Regions from separate parts of the Mus musculus genome. Here regions 1, 2 and 3 are each linked to region 4. The links are chromatin contacts, called in public HiCAR-type and promoter capture Hi-C maps. All regions are on one chromosome and are shown on one strand. The core of a region is the stretch at or near the end of the contact, and the rest is flanking DNA. Distances in the headings are between cores, read along the strand shown. Region 1 holds the start of Slc25a25 (solute carrier family 25 (mitochondrial carrier, phosphate carrier), member 25). Region 2 overlaps Niban2 (niban apoptosis regulator 2). Region 3 holds the start of Ptrh1 (peptidyl-tRNA hydrolase 1 homolog). Region 4 holds the start of Zbtb34 (zinc finger and BTB domain containing 34).

The links. Promoter capture Hi-C pulls out the DNA fragments that hold promoters and counts their contacts. HiCAR-type assays count read pairs that join an accessible place to other places.
Region 1: a contact with region 4 is called in a promoter capture Hi-C map of pre-B cells, with 2.9 times the contacts expected there. The contact joins the promoter of Slc25a25 here to the promoter of Zbtb34 in region 4. A contact is called at or near these places in 2 of 39 promoter capture datasets (liver and pre-B cells).
Region 2: a HiCAR-type map of astrocytes shows a contact between it and region 4, with 2.0 times the contacts expected there. The contact joins the enhancer-like site here to the promoter of Zbtb34 in region 4. A contact is called at or near these places in 1 of 15 datasets of contacts at CTCF or cohesin (embryonic stem cells), 3 of 115 datasets of contacts at active chromatin or transcription factors (astrocytes, extraembryonic endoderm stem cells and microglia) and 1 of 9 other capture datasets (embryonic stem cells).
Region 3: a contact with region 4 is called in a promoter capture Hi-C map of pre-B cells, with 5 times the contacts expected there. The contact joins the promoter of Ptrh1 here to the promoter of Zbtb34 in region 4. A contact is called at or near these places in 9 of 39 promoter capture datasets (the 3T3-L1 cell line, 3T3-L1-derived adipocytes, cranial neural crest and 4 more), 1 of 115 datasets of contacts at active chromatin or transcription factors (pancreatic cancer cells) and 1 of 9 other capture datasets (pancreatic islet).

What each region holds. Positions count from the first base shown.
Region 1 is chr2:32,450,128-32,452,827 of GRCm38.p6, forward strand. Slc25a25 (solute carrier family 25 (mitochondrial carrier, phosphate carrier), member 25) reads right to left here and starts at 1,343. Exons shown (of 10, transcript NM_001164357.1): 1 at 940-1,343. The coding sequence starts at 1,197. It overlaps Naif1 (nuclear apoptosis inducing factor 1), which reads left to right and starts at 330. Exons shown (of 2, transcript NM_194335.2): 1 at 330-2,700. The coding sequence starts at 2,312.
Region 2 is chr2:32,913,686-32,916,385 of GRCm38.p6, forward strand. All of the region lies in intron 5 of Niban2 (niban apoptosis regulator 2), which reads left to right. Among named protein-coding and RNA genes, the nearest start is that of Gm13523, 32 kb to the left of the region's middle. Within about 2 kb of position 1,371, at least 154 of the 459 cell types and tissues checked have an H3K27ac peak or open chromatin away from gene starts, as enhancers often do. A contact at or near this core is called in astrocytes, where this site is marked.
Region 3 is chr2:32,774,475-32,777,174 of GRCm38.p6, forward strand. Ptrh1 (peptidyl-tRNA hydrolase 1 homolog) reads left to right here and starts at 1,347. Exons shown (of 5, transcript NM_178595.3): 1 at 1,347-1,421; 2 at 1,830-2,049; 3 at 2,233-2,332; 4 at 2,509-2,554; 5 at 2,648-2,700. The coding sequence starts at 1,356. Ttc16 (tetratricopeptide repeat domain 16) reads right to left here and starts at 1,159. Exons shown (of 15, transcript NM_177384.3): 1 at 857-1,159; 2 at 574-621; 3 at 1-83. The coding sequence starts at 874.
Region 4 is chr2:33,429,937-33,432,636 of GRCm38.p6, forward strand. It overlaps Zbtb34 (zinc finger and BTB domain containing 34), which reads right to left and starts at 1,388. Exons shown (of 3, transcript NM_001085507.1): 1 at 1,295-1,388.

The sequences.
Region 1 (2,700 bases), core at 93-2,592, 980 kb before region 4:
ATGTATCTAACTTTCATTTTTTGAAAAAAGTTCCAATTGAGCGATGGTGGCAAAGGCCTTTAATCCCGGCGCACTCAGGAGGCAGAGGCAGGTGGATCTCTGATTCCGAGGCCAGCCTGGTCTACAGAGGGCGTTCCAGGGCAGCCAGGACTACATTGAGAAACACTGTCTAGAAAAAAAAAATCCCCAAAACCAACCGAACAAACAAAAAAAGAATCTTTCTTCAGATTCTTTAACATATTCGCACTCCAATTCGACAAAGGGATCATGACCCAGTGTTCTGAAACAGCAGTGGGGGGCTGGGTCTAAGCCATGAGAAAGAACTGTTCAGTCTTCATCACCCACATCCACACTGATCTGCCTAGAACCCCAGTTCCCATTTTTTTCTTCCCCAACACCCACATGTCTCTGTGAGCAACCAGATTAGAGGCACCGGTGGCATGGAAACGAGAGTGGGGGGAGAAGAGCGAGCGAGCGAGAGACAGACAGACAGACAAGGGGTGCCAATGAGAATGGGTGGATAGGAACCTAGGTGTTGAGGGAGGATGGGCACCAACTTGGCCTTGAGGTCCGTAGGGCAATCTTGAGATCTATCTGTCCTTCTATCTAGAGGGAAGTAGAGGGGGCTTTCTGTCCATCAAAGAGACCCAAGGGTGCCCATCTGTAGCCACGACGAGCTTTTCTCACGGCCCCATCTCCCACCTGAGGAGCCCCACACTAACAAGGTGTGAATTTCCTTTCCATCTGTCAGTGGAGGGACACTATCCCCCCCAACACCAGGGGTTCCGCTCAGCTCTAGCAGCGTCCGTCGAAACCTGACAGGCTACAGAAAGCAGCCCGAGAAGTCCTGCGGTCCCGACCCGTCCCCTTGGCGTCGGTCTCTCTCCTCAAGACCTCCCGGATCCTCCCCGCCCGCGCGGACGGCGCACGCAGACTTACCCGGAGCTCGCCCTCCGTGCGGTGCAGTCCCAGGCGCCGCAGCCCCACCGCCAGGTCGTTGACACACAGGCCGCCGTCGCGGTTGACGTCGAGTGTCTGGAAGAGGCTCCACAGGCGTAGCTGGTGGTCCGGGCCGCCACAGACGGCGCCGCCGCACGGGTCCCCTACAGAAGCCGGCGACGAGGCGGACGACGAGGCGGTGGCGGCGGCGTCCGGCGGCGGGGAGGCCACGCAGCGGCACAACACACTGCTCACCATCGGGCGCGAGGCGGGGGCGCCGGACGCCGGGCTGAAGGCGGCAGGAGAGCGACCCGAGCGCGGAAGCACGCCGGCTTTCCTCAGACAGCGAGCGCGGGCTCCGAGAAGCCGGCCGACTGGAGGGAGGGGCCGCTTCCGGGAGCCCCGCCCCGCGGCGCGCAGAGGCGCTGACCGCGCCCTCTGGCGCACTGCCGACCAATCATAGGCCGGTATGTCGGCTCCGGGATCAATGAGGGGGCGGAGTCACCGTGCCAGCTCGAAGGCGATTCAAACTGAGGGAGCCGGGGATTGGCTGAAGCTGGGTAATAGGCAAGCAGAAAGCCTTGTGTCCAATTCCCATTCAGAAGCTCTATTTAGACTGCGGAATGATGAGGCTGAGAGGAGCGTTGTGTAAGGAGAGATCGTAGCTAACAGTGGAAATGAAATGTATATGAGGGTAACTGTGGACTGAAGTTAGAAAACACAGCACCATTGAATAAAATGAAAATTTAACGGGCTGACGACTCGAAACCGAGAACACGAATCAAAATCAGGAGGCTAAGCTTTAGGAGTCTTCTAAACTGCCAATAAAACAACTGAATTTTACAACGTAATAGTCGCGACACGAACTGAACGACAGTCTGCTTTTCCAATGGAAGTGAATAATGTCCGTGTGGGCGGACATCCTGAAGCGACAGACAAGACTTTAGACCAATGACCAGGCCAGTTCTAGCAAAGAGGTGTGTCCTCTAGGAGGAATGGCAGGCCTGGAGAGCCAGTGATCGGCCAGATATTTGAGCCACGCCAAACCTGGAGGGCGGGGCTTCTCAGGGATGTGCCGAGGGGCGGGAAGAAGGGAAGTGGGCGGATCTCCGCACACCCCAGCGGAAGAGGCAGATTCAGGAAGCCATTACGCAGCTGGCTGGCGGCGGTCGGGCCGGTCAGGGCTGGGCCCTACGCACTTTGCGTAGCGAGGGGGGTTACTTAAGGCCTGGTACTTGGCCTTGAACAAGCCCTGCCTGTCCCCCTAAAGGGGGTGGGAGTGAAAGAGAGGCGAGGCTGAGGAAGAAGAGAAGAGAAATTGGGGCTGTTAAGAGCATTATAATTTCTTTAAAAAGAGAGGAAAGGGGAGGCCATGGCTGTCCCAGCCAAGAAGAGGAAGATGAACTTTTCAGAGCGGGAAGTGGAGATCATCGTGGAGGAACTGGAACTGAAGAAGCACCTGCTGGTGAACCACTTCAATGCTGGGGTCCCTCTGGCTGCCAAGAGTGCAGCCTGGCATGGCATCCTGAGAAGGGTCAACGCTGTGGCCACCTGCCGTAGGGAGCTGCCCGAAGTCAAGAAGAAGTGGTCCGACCTCAAGACCGAGGTCCGTCGCAAGGTTGCCCAAGTCCGAGCTGCTGTAGAAGGTGGCGAAGCTCCAGGGCCCACAGAAGATGATGGAGCTGGTGGGCCTGGGACAGGCAGTGGCAGTGGTGGCAGTGGCACAGCCATAGCTCCTGTACTGCTGACCCCTATGCAACA
Region 2 (2,700 bases), core at 121-2,620, 520 kb before region 4:
CGTTCCACTAACATTTATGGCCTCTATTCTGAGCTGATGAAGGAAGAGCAAGGCACGCACCCTACCCCATACAGCCAGCTGTGTGATGGAGAGACAGATGGGGCACAGATGAGCGGCCAGGATGGTGTTCTTTTTTTTTTTTTTTTTTTGGTTTTTCGAGACAGGGTTTCTCTGTGTAGCCCTGGCTGTCCTGGAACTCACTCTGTAGACCAGGCTGGCCTCAAACTCAGAAATCCACGGGCCTCTGCCTTCCGAGTGCTGGGACTAAAGGCGTGCGCCACCACGCCCTGCTCAGGATGGTGTTCTTTGTGCTGGGCACTGGGGGATGTGTTGGGGGAGGTGCTGCCCTGAATGGAGGGAGGAGGTGATGGGGTAGGCTCCACCTGTGGAGGTGATGGATAGGCAAGGTTGGGCAAGTGCTCCCCGAAAGAGGCTGTGGCCCCCATAAAGGGTGGCTGGGAACAGAGACAATACTGTGTGTGTGTGTGTGTGTGTGTGTGTGTGAGAGAGAGAGAGAGAGAGAGAGAGAGAGAGAACACAACAGAGACAGACAGAGAGAGACGAAGTGAGGCTGGAGGGGAGCCATCAGGCCAGGTCTGGAAGGGCCTTCTAGAGTTCTGAGGAATTATAAACGTTTAGGCTTGTCCCCCAGTGTGAGGTAGTAGTGAAGGCCTTTCTGCCCTGTCCTGCTGATGTGGTCCCAGAGGCAGAGGGAGGCCCAGAGCGGCTTTACCTTGCTCTCAGGCACAGCTCTACCTCGTAGTGAGGGGAGCGTGGGCACCTGACTGAACCCAGTTCACCCCACCTCTCTACAGAGGCCTCCACCCTCTGGCATCTGTCCACTGGGAGGCAACCGGCTCTTCAGCCAGGCCAAGCCCTGCCACCTGGGCTGGGCCCTGCCCTGCTGCCCACAAAGAGCTCCTGTTCCCAGGTCCCTGGGGCTGTGGCTCTGGCTCAGGCTCTGGCTGCCTGGCCTGGGACACCCTCCTTCCTTGCTGGCCCATGAGTCCTCTGAAAGTTCCCAGGGCTGCTGGCTTACCTGCTGTGACCGAGTAGGGGACCCTAGGTCAGGTAGGGGAAGGGTGAGGACAGGACTGAGTAGGAAGGGGACACTGTTCAGTTCCCCGTGGGATATTACAGTAGGGACTGGGAATATTGGTGTGTGTGGGGGGGGGATGAGCTGGCTCAGAGCTGTGAGCCTCCAGTCTGGCACACAGCAAGCTGGAAGGTTCTGTGTGTCCTGGGCTGGAGTGGACACATAAAAGACTGTGACAGAAAGTCCCACCCCCAGGCCAGCTCTCTTTACCCCCTGCAGGAACTGACAAGGCCAGTTCCAGGCATGGCCCTTCCCTCCAACCCAGGACTGTGAGAAAGTTCTCTGCTTCCTCCCCTGTTGAGACTGGGCCTGGAATTCATGGGGCCTGGAATTGCTCAGTCCTGGCCCTGCCAGGAAGTGGGGGTGGATGGGTCAGGGAAGGAGGCCAAGGTGGGTGGCGGCTAGCCTGGCTAGGGCCCCCTTCACACGCTGCATTCCTGGAGCAGTGGGGGTGTCAGGAGGCAGCAGGGCACTCACTTTTGTCCTAGGCCTGGTGTCCATGTCCTGCTCCGGCTTGGGCTCTGCCTAGACTAAGGAGGTCCTGGGTTCCAGCCCCATTTAACTAGCCCCCACCCCCAGCCATGTGCTTGAAAGTCAGTGGCTTTGCCCATCCTAGTCTCGATTTGAGACAGTTTTTTTTAAATTATTTTTTGAAGATGTATTAATTTATGTATATGAATATACTGTTGCTGTCCTCAGACACACCAAAAGAGGGCACTGGATCCCATACAGATGGTTGTGAGCCACCATGTGGTTGCTGGGAATTGAACTCACCTTTGGAAGAGCAGTCAGTGCTCCTAACCGCTGAGCCGTCTTTCCAAATGTCCTGATATTTGTGACAGTCTTGATACTTAACCTGGGCTGGCCTTGAACTTGCTGTATTCCTCCTGCCTTGACTCCCCCCCCACCTCCCTCAGTGCAGGCATGATACACATCACCACCAGACACACTGCACACGTGCTAGAACCTCAGTTTCTTTGAAGCTGAGACTAGCCCCCACTCCATCCCATTCCCCCTCCTTTAAGGATGAAATGGGCTGATGCAAGTGAAGTTTCAGGCTGGGCCTGGGTGGCTTACACAACAGAAATGTGCTTTCTTCTAGTCCAGTAGACTGGAGAGGACCAGGTTGGTGTCTGTAGCAGGCTCATTCCTCTGCTGAACACACTGGTTTTTCTTTTTTCCTTTTTTCTGAGGCAGAGTCTTGTCCAGGCTGGCCTCAAACTTCTATGTTCAGAGTGATCATTCTGCCTCAGATCTCTGTCAACTCAACGCCAAGACTACATAGTGAGTCTGCTTCCAGTAGACCATCCATCCCCTCCTTTCTGGGAGAGGTGTGATGGCTCAGATGGGAGCAGCATGGTGAGTTCCAGGCCATTCTGGGCTAAGGCTGTCTCAAAAGCAAGCGAGGGAGCAAGGGAGCGAGGGAGTGAGGGAGTGAGGGAGCGAGGGAGCGAGCACAGGGCAGCCTCGGTGAATGAAGTTTTGCTGTGAAGCCGGAGGGTCTGAGTCTGGATCCCTAACAGCCACATCAAAGTCCGACGCAGACGCCAGGGGCTCCCTGGCCAGCCAGCCCAGCTGACACGGACTCCAGGTTCAGTGAGAGC
Region 3 (2,700 bases), core at 97-2,596, 660 kb before region 4:
CCAAAGATGCGTCGCAGGATCTTCTCTGGGGCTTCAGGAACCTTTAGCTTTGGAGTTTTCTGGGAACGGGCACTGTGAGGCTCCTGGAACCAAGCCAGGGGCAGTAAGCTCAGAAGGCCTCAGGAACACTTCCCCCAGGAGCTTTGCCTACTGGAAGAGGTGTGAAGAGGCCTCCTGGTAGAAGGCACACCTAGTCTGGGGTTCAACAGTCCCCCAGGGCTCCAACATTTCTCTAGCCCTGCCTCTCTCCCTGTCCTGTGGTCAAGGTCAAGGAACCACTGCACCCTCTGCTCTCCTCTTGGGCTTTGTCTGCTCTCACCTTGTGCTCTAGCTGCTCATCGTTTTCAGACCCTGCTGCACAAGGTTCCTTGTGACTCCCGCCCTGGGATTCTCACACTCGTCAGGTCACATTGAGCAAGCACTTCACCTGACTTCTTCCCAGGGCTTCTCACCTCTGTGTGATCACCCTTCCCATAGTCACCAGAATCGGGGAACCTATGTCTCATCAGTCCTCAAGTTCTGTGTTTCACTCCTCAAAATCTCTCCACTTGGGCTGGGCACGGTAGTGCATACCTTTAATAACCCCGTTCTAGAGCTAGAGGCAGATGGAGTTCTCTGAGTCTATAAAACAAACAAACAAAACCCCAAAACGTTAAAACAACAACAACCCCCCCAAAAAATCTCTCTGCCCTCTCTCTCCCTTAGGACTGGGAGGCCAGTCACCCTTCTCCCCTACCACACTACAAATGATGACCTCTGACCTCTCCCAGTTCCCCTGAAGGGCTTGACTGGCTCTTCCTCAAGCCCTTCTTGCGGCCCCGACCTCTGCCTCAGCTTTCCCCTTCTCAGCCCTCACCTTGCTTCTGTCTGTCATGGCCAGGTTTCTAGGCTAACTTCTGGGCTAAGCATACTCTGAGGTTCCCTAGCTCCGTTGTTGCTAGGCACCAGGTCCACGATGTCCATAGGCCCCGCCCACTTGGCCCCGCCTCCGAGAGTCACTAGAAACTCAGCAAGGCAAGCCAAGGCCTAAGTCAAGGAAAGAACCTATGGGCAGTGCACGCCGACGCGGGCCAGGGTAGAAACTTAACGAGGTACCAGCCCTCGAGCAAAGGCCGAGCAAAGGCTGAGCCATACAGGGTGACGCGTCGCGGAGGAATGCACCCAGACACTCGCCCGGGCCCGCGATCCACCCACTTCCGCCCCGCAGAGACATGGCGGACGCCAAACCCAGCCTGGATTGGGCGTCGCTGGACATGTCGTGATGCTATTGGCTTAGGGATGCCTGACGTCAAGGGGCGGGGTCCTGGCTGTGAATGGGAGTCGGCACGTTGAAGTCCGGTCTTTTTAGTCCAGGGATGCGGCGGAGTTGGGCCTTGAGCCGGCAGGTTTCCGAGGCTCGGTTCCCCGGGAAGCGGTGGCTGGTGAGTGGGGCGTGGGTGGCTACACAGGGACGCGGGGCTTGGCTCCGCAGCTACGCTTACATTTAAGTGTATGCGTTGTATGCATGTGCCCTGTGGCTGTCAGAGGGCAACTTAGGAGAGGGTTCTTTCCACCATGTGGGTTCTGGGGATCGAACCCAGGTTGTCAGGGTTAGCAGCAACCTTACCTTCGGAACCATCTTTTCGGGATAGTTGTCCCTTTTTCTACTTAGTCAAATAGGCGCAATACTAACTGGCTCCAAACTTTTAGTTTTGCTCTTGCACCAGGGAGCGGCATCCTCTGGCTGGTGGGGCCTCCAGGAGTTCCCAGACCCTTAAGTGCTCCTTCCCAATACTGTCGCTTCTGTTTCCTGGTCAATGTTTTGGGTCCTGAGTGAGTGTTGCCTACAGGTGGCTGGCCTGGGGAACCACGGAATGCCCGGCACCCGGCACAGTGTGGGCATGGCGGTGCTGGGGCAAATAGCAAGGCGACTGGGAGTGGCGGAGAATTGGACTCGTGACTCGCGCTGTGCTGCTGACCTCGCCCTGGCCCCGCTCGGGGATGCTCAGCTGGTACTGCTCCGGCCGCGGCGCCTCATGAACGTCAACGGGCGCAGCGTAGCCCGAGCTGGTGAGTTGTAGGTTTCATGGATAAGAGGGCACAGGGACCAGAGAGAGGGTTCAATTGTGACAAGTGCCTGGTGAGCCCCAATTACTACAGTGAAGGCTTGGGGAAGCCTGTTTACATATGGGGGTTGTTGTGACCCCTCTGAGCAGATATGCAGTAACTAGAGTGTTGTTTCCCTGTGCCAAGCGGAGCTGTTTGGGCTGACTGCGGAGGAGATCTATCTGGTCCATGATGAACTGGACAAGCCGTTGGGAAAGCTGGCTCTGAAGCTGGGGGGCAGCGCAAGGTGAGGCTCTTATGTGCGTAGGTTTGGGTAGGGATGCTGGCCTCTGTTGGAGTGGAGTAAGATTGTTGAGACTATCTATCTCGATAGGCTGGGCTGCTCTGAAGAAGGCCTGGGCAAGGGAATGGAGGAAGGGCACTGCCTCAGAAAGTACTAACTGCTCTTCATATCCCCTCAAGGGGCCATAATGGAGTCCGTTCCTGCATTAGCTGTCTGAACTCCAATGTGAGTCTACCCTTCTGCCCTGCCCTGGGTGGGGGTGGCTAGCATTGACATTGTATCTCACCAATGCATCCTCATTCCCCTGGGACCCTACAGGCAATGCCAAGGCTGCTGGTGGGCATCGGGCGCCCCACACACCCTAATATGGT
Region 4 (2,700 bases), core at 138-2,637:
TTACCCCTCCTCGGCCAGGAAGCTGCACTAATCACTAACTCCATAGGATCCTTTTTTCCCTATCTGAATCCTACTCCCCTTTAACACACAGTTCAAGTACCACCCTTCGCTGACCTATACCTCTCCTGCTGAATTCCACGGGACGTGGCCTTGTGTCACAGACATCACCTAGTCACAGGCAATGTCTGAACACCCACTGTAAAGCCTTGGAGACTCACTGTACCTTCAACTCCTTTCGTCCACCACTCAACTGCATTTTGACTTTTACTAAGCAAGCACTCTACTATTTTTTTTAAACTTCCTACACTAAGTTTGGCGTTAGCATAAAGGAAGGATGGGGGAGGGTGAAACCTCTGGAGTCAGAGACCAACTAAGAAGCTGTTGCAATAATCCAGATGTGAAGCAAAAACAGCCTAGACTAGGGAACAAAGAGAGAATGGGCAAATACGGACAGCAAAATGTTTGCATGCAAAACGCTCCACGGGAAAACTACGGACGGCAGCAAGGAACGATGAAGGATCAGTAAAGCTATTTCCAAGAAAACCCTTCTGGGAATCATTTTAAACCTCCCCGAGGCAAAGTGCACGAAGTGGTTAAAAAGTCTACATCTGGAGTGGAGGGGGAGACATCGGTAGAACTGCCCAGCGTGTTGAACCAGGCATAGACCTTGCAATGTCAGATATTCACAGCATGAGAGGTCTGTAGGGAGTTCATCTAAACTCTCAGTTCTTACATGGAGAAACTGAGGCCCAGCATGGAATGGGAAAGACTTGCTGAAAACCTCAAGATGGGGCGTCCCAGAATTGAGTAGCCCCCTAACAGTCACCTGGCCTAGGCGAGCAGTATTTTAACACGCCCCCTCCCCAGTCCGTCCTCAGCCCTGCGCCAGTGGCCACGCAGACCACCCAGGCCAAGCTTAACACGCGCCGCCTGTTTACCTGGCACACGGCGATGGCCAGAGGCAGCGGCTCCTGGGCAGCCTCCCGCTGACCCCCGCAAACCGGGCCTGGCTCTCCGGGGACAACGGTCACTAAGACCCCTCGGTACGGGAGGGAGAGCGAGCCGCCCGGGGCGGAGGCTGGAGGGGTGCAGGGCAGCTGCCCCGGGTCGCCACCCCTCGGGGCCAAGCGCCTGGCCTCCGGCAGGTGCCCGGGCCTCAAGACCCCGCCCGGCCGGCCCCGACACTGACCAGGCAGCCTCTCCCCCGTCCCGCCGCGCTCACGGGGGAGGTCGGACAGCCGCCCCACGGGTCGCCCCGACCCTGCCGCCTCTGCCCGCAGCCCGCCAGCCTCACCTGGGCCGCGCGCCGCGTTCACATCGCCCGCCCGCGGCGCCCCCTCCGCCGCCGCCGCCGCCGGCGCCAGGCCCTTCCCCGCCGCTCCCGCTGCCGCCCCTGCCCGCGCCCCCCGCCCCCGGAAGCGCTTCCAGGCCCCGCCCCCTCGGCGCCCGCGCTTCCGGGCAGGCGCGGACCCGGGCGGGTGTCGATATGGCCGGACTTCTCGCGGCGGGCCGGTCGGAATCCCAGCTCCTGGCTAGTGCTGCAGGCCGACCAGTAGACGGGCGGGTAGCTGAACAGCAACCCGGGTTTGGAGCCTGAAATCCCGACTCTGCGGCCCGTGGCCTTCCGCCCGCCTTCTCCTTGGCTCCACCTGCTGGCCGGAGCAGGACTCGACCGTGTGCACCCGGACCCTAAGCCTGTGGAAAGCCCCACACCTACGACCTGCTAAGCCATGCTTTTTAAGTTCTTTATTTCTATTTTTATTATTTTAGGGTCTTGCCTTGAGACAAGGTCTTAAAAAACAGAATTCCACTATATATATAAGGTTGGCCTTCAACTCAAACAGATCTGTGTACCCAGGATTACACTACAAGTGTGAGTCCCCATGCCCAACTACCTGGGCAGCTTTTCTCTTCTGCAAAAAGAAGGCTATCTGGCTTTAAAACAAGATCCCAGCCGGGCAGTGGTGGCACACGCCTTTAATCCCAGCACTTGGGAAGCAGAGGCAGGCAGATTTCTGAGTTCAAGGCCAGCCTGGTCTACAGAGTGAGTTCCAGGACAGCCAGGTCTATAGAAAAACCCTGTCTCGAAAAACCAAATAATAATAATACAAGAACCCACAGGCTGGAGAGATGGCTCAGCAGTTAAGACTGCTGACTGGGATAGCATTTGAAATGTAAATGAAGACAATATCTAATTTAAAAAGACAGCTGACTGTTTAGGTTCAATTCTCAGCACCACATGTCAGGCCTCAATCTGTCTATAACTCCTGTTTTAGAGATCCAACGCCCTTTTCTGGCCTCTCCCAACACTAAGCATGTACGTGGTACCCACACATACATGGAGACAAAACACCCAGCACATACAATAAAAAGGAACAGCTAAAAAGAAGAAGAAAAAGCAAAACAAAACAGACTACCTCGGGCAGGAAGTCTGGGCTTGTTCACAATGTCCACAGCAATGAGATTCTGTTTCCCTGTGAACCCAGCCTGGGGGCTCATCTTTTTTTTTTTTTTTTTTTTTTTTTGTTTTTCGAGACAGGGTTTCTCTGTGTAGCTCTGCTGTCCTGGAACTCACTCTGTAGACCAGGCTGGCCTCGAACTCAGAAATCCACCTGCCTCTGCCTCCCGAGTGCTGGGATTAAAGGCGTGCGTCACCACACCCGGCTGGGGCTCATCATTTTAACTGATTCTTATTGAATG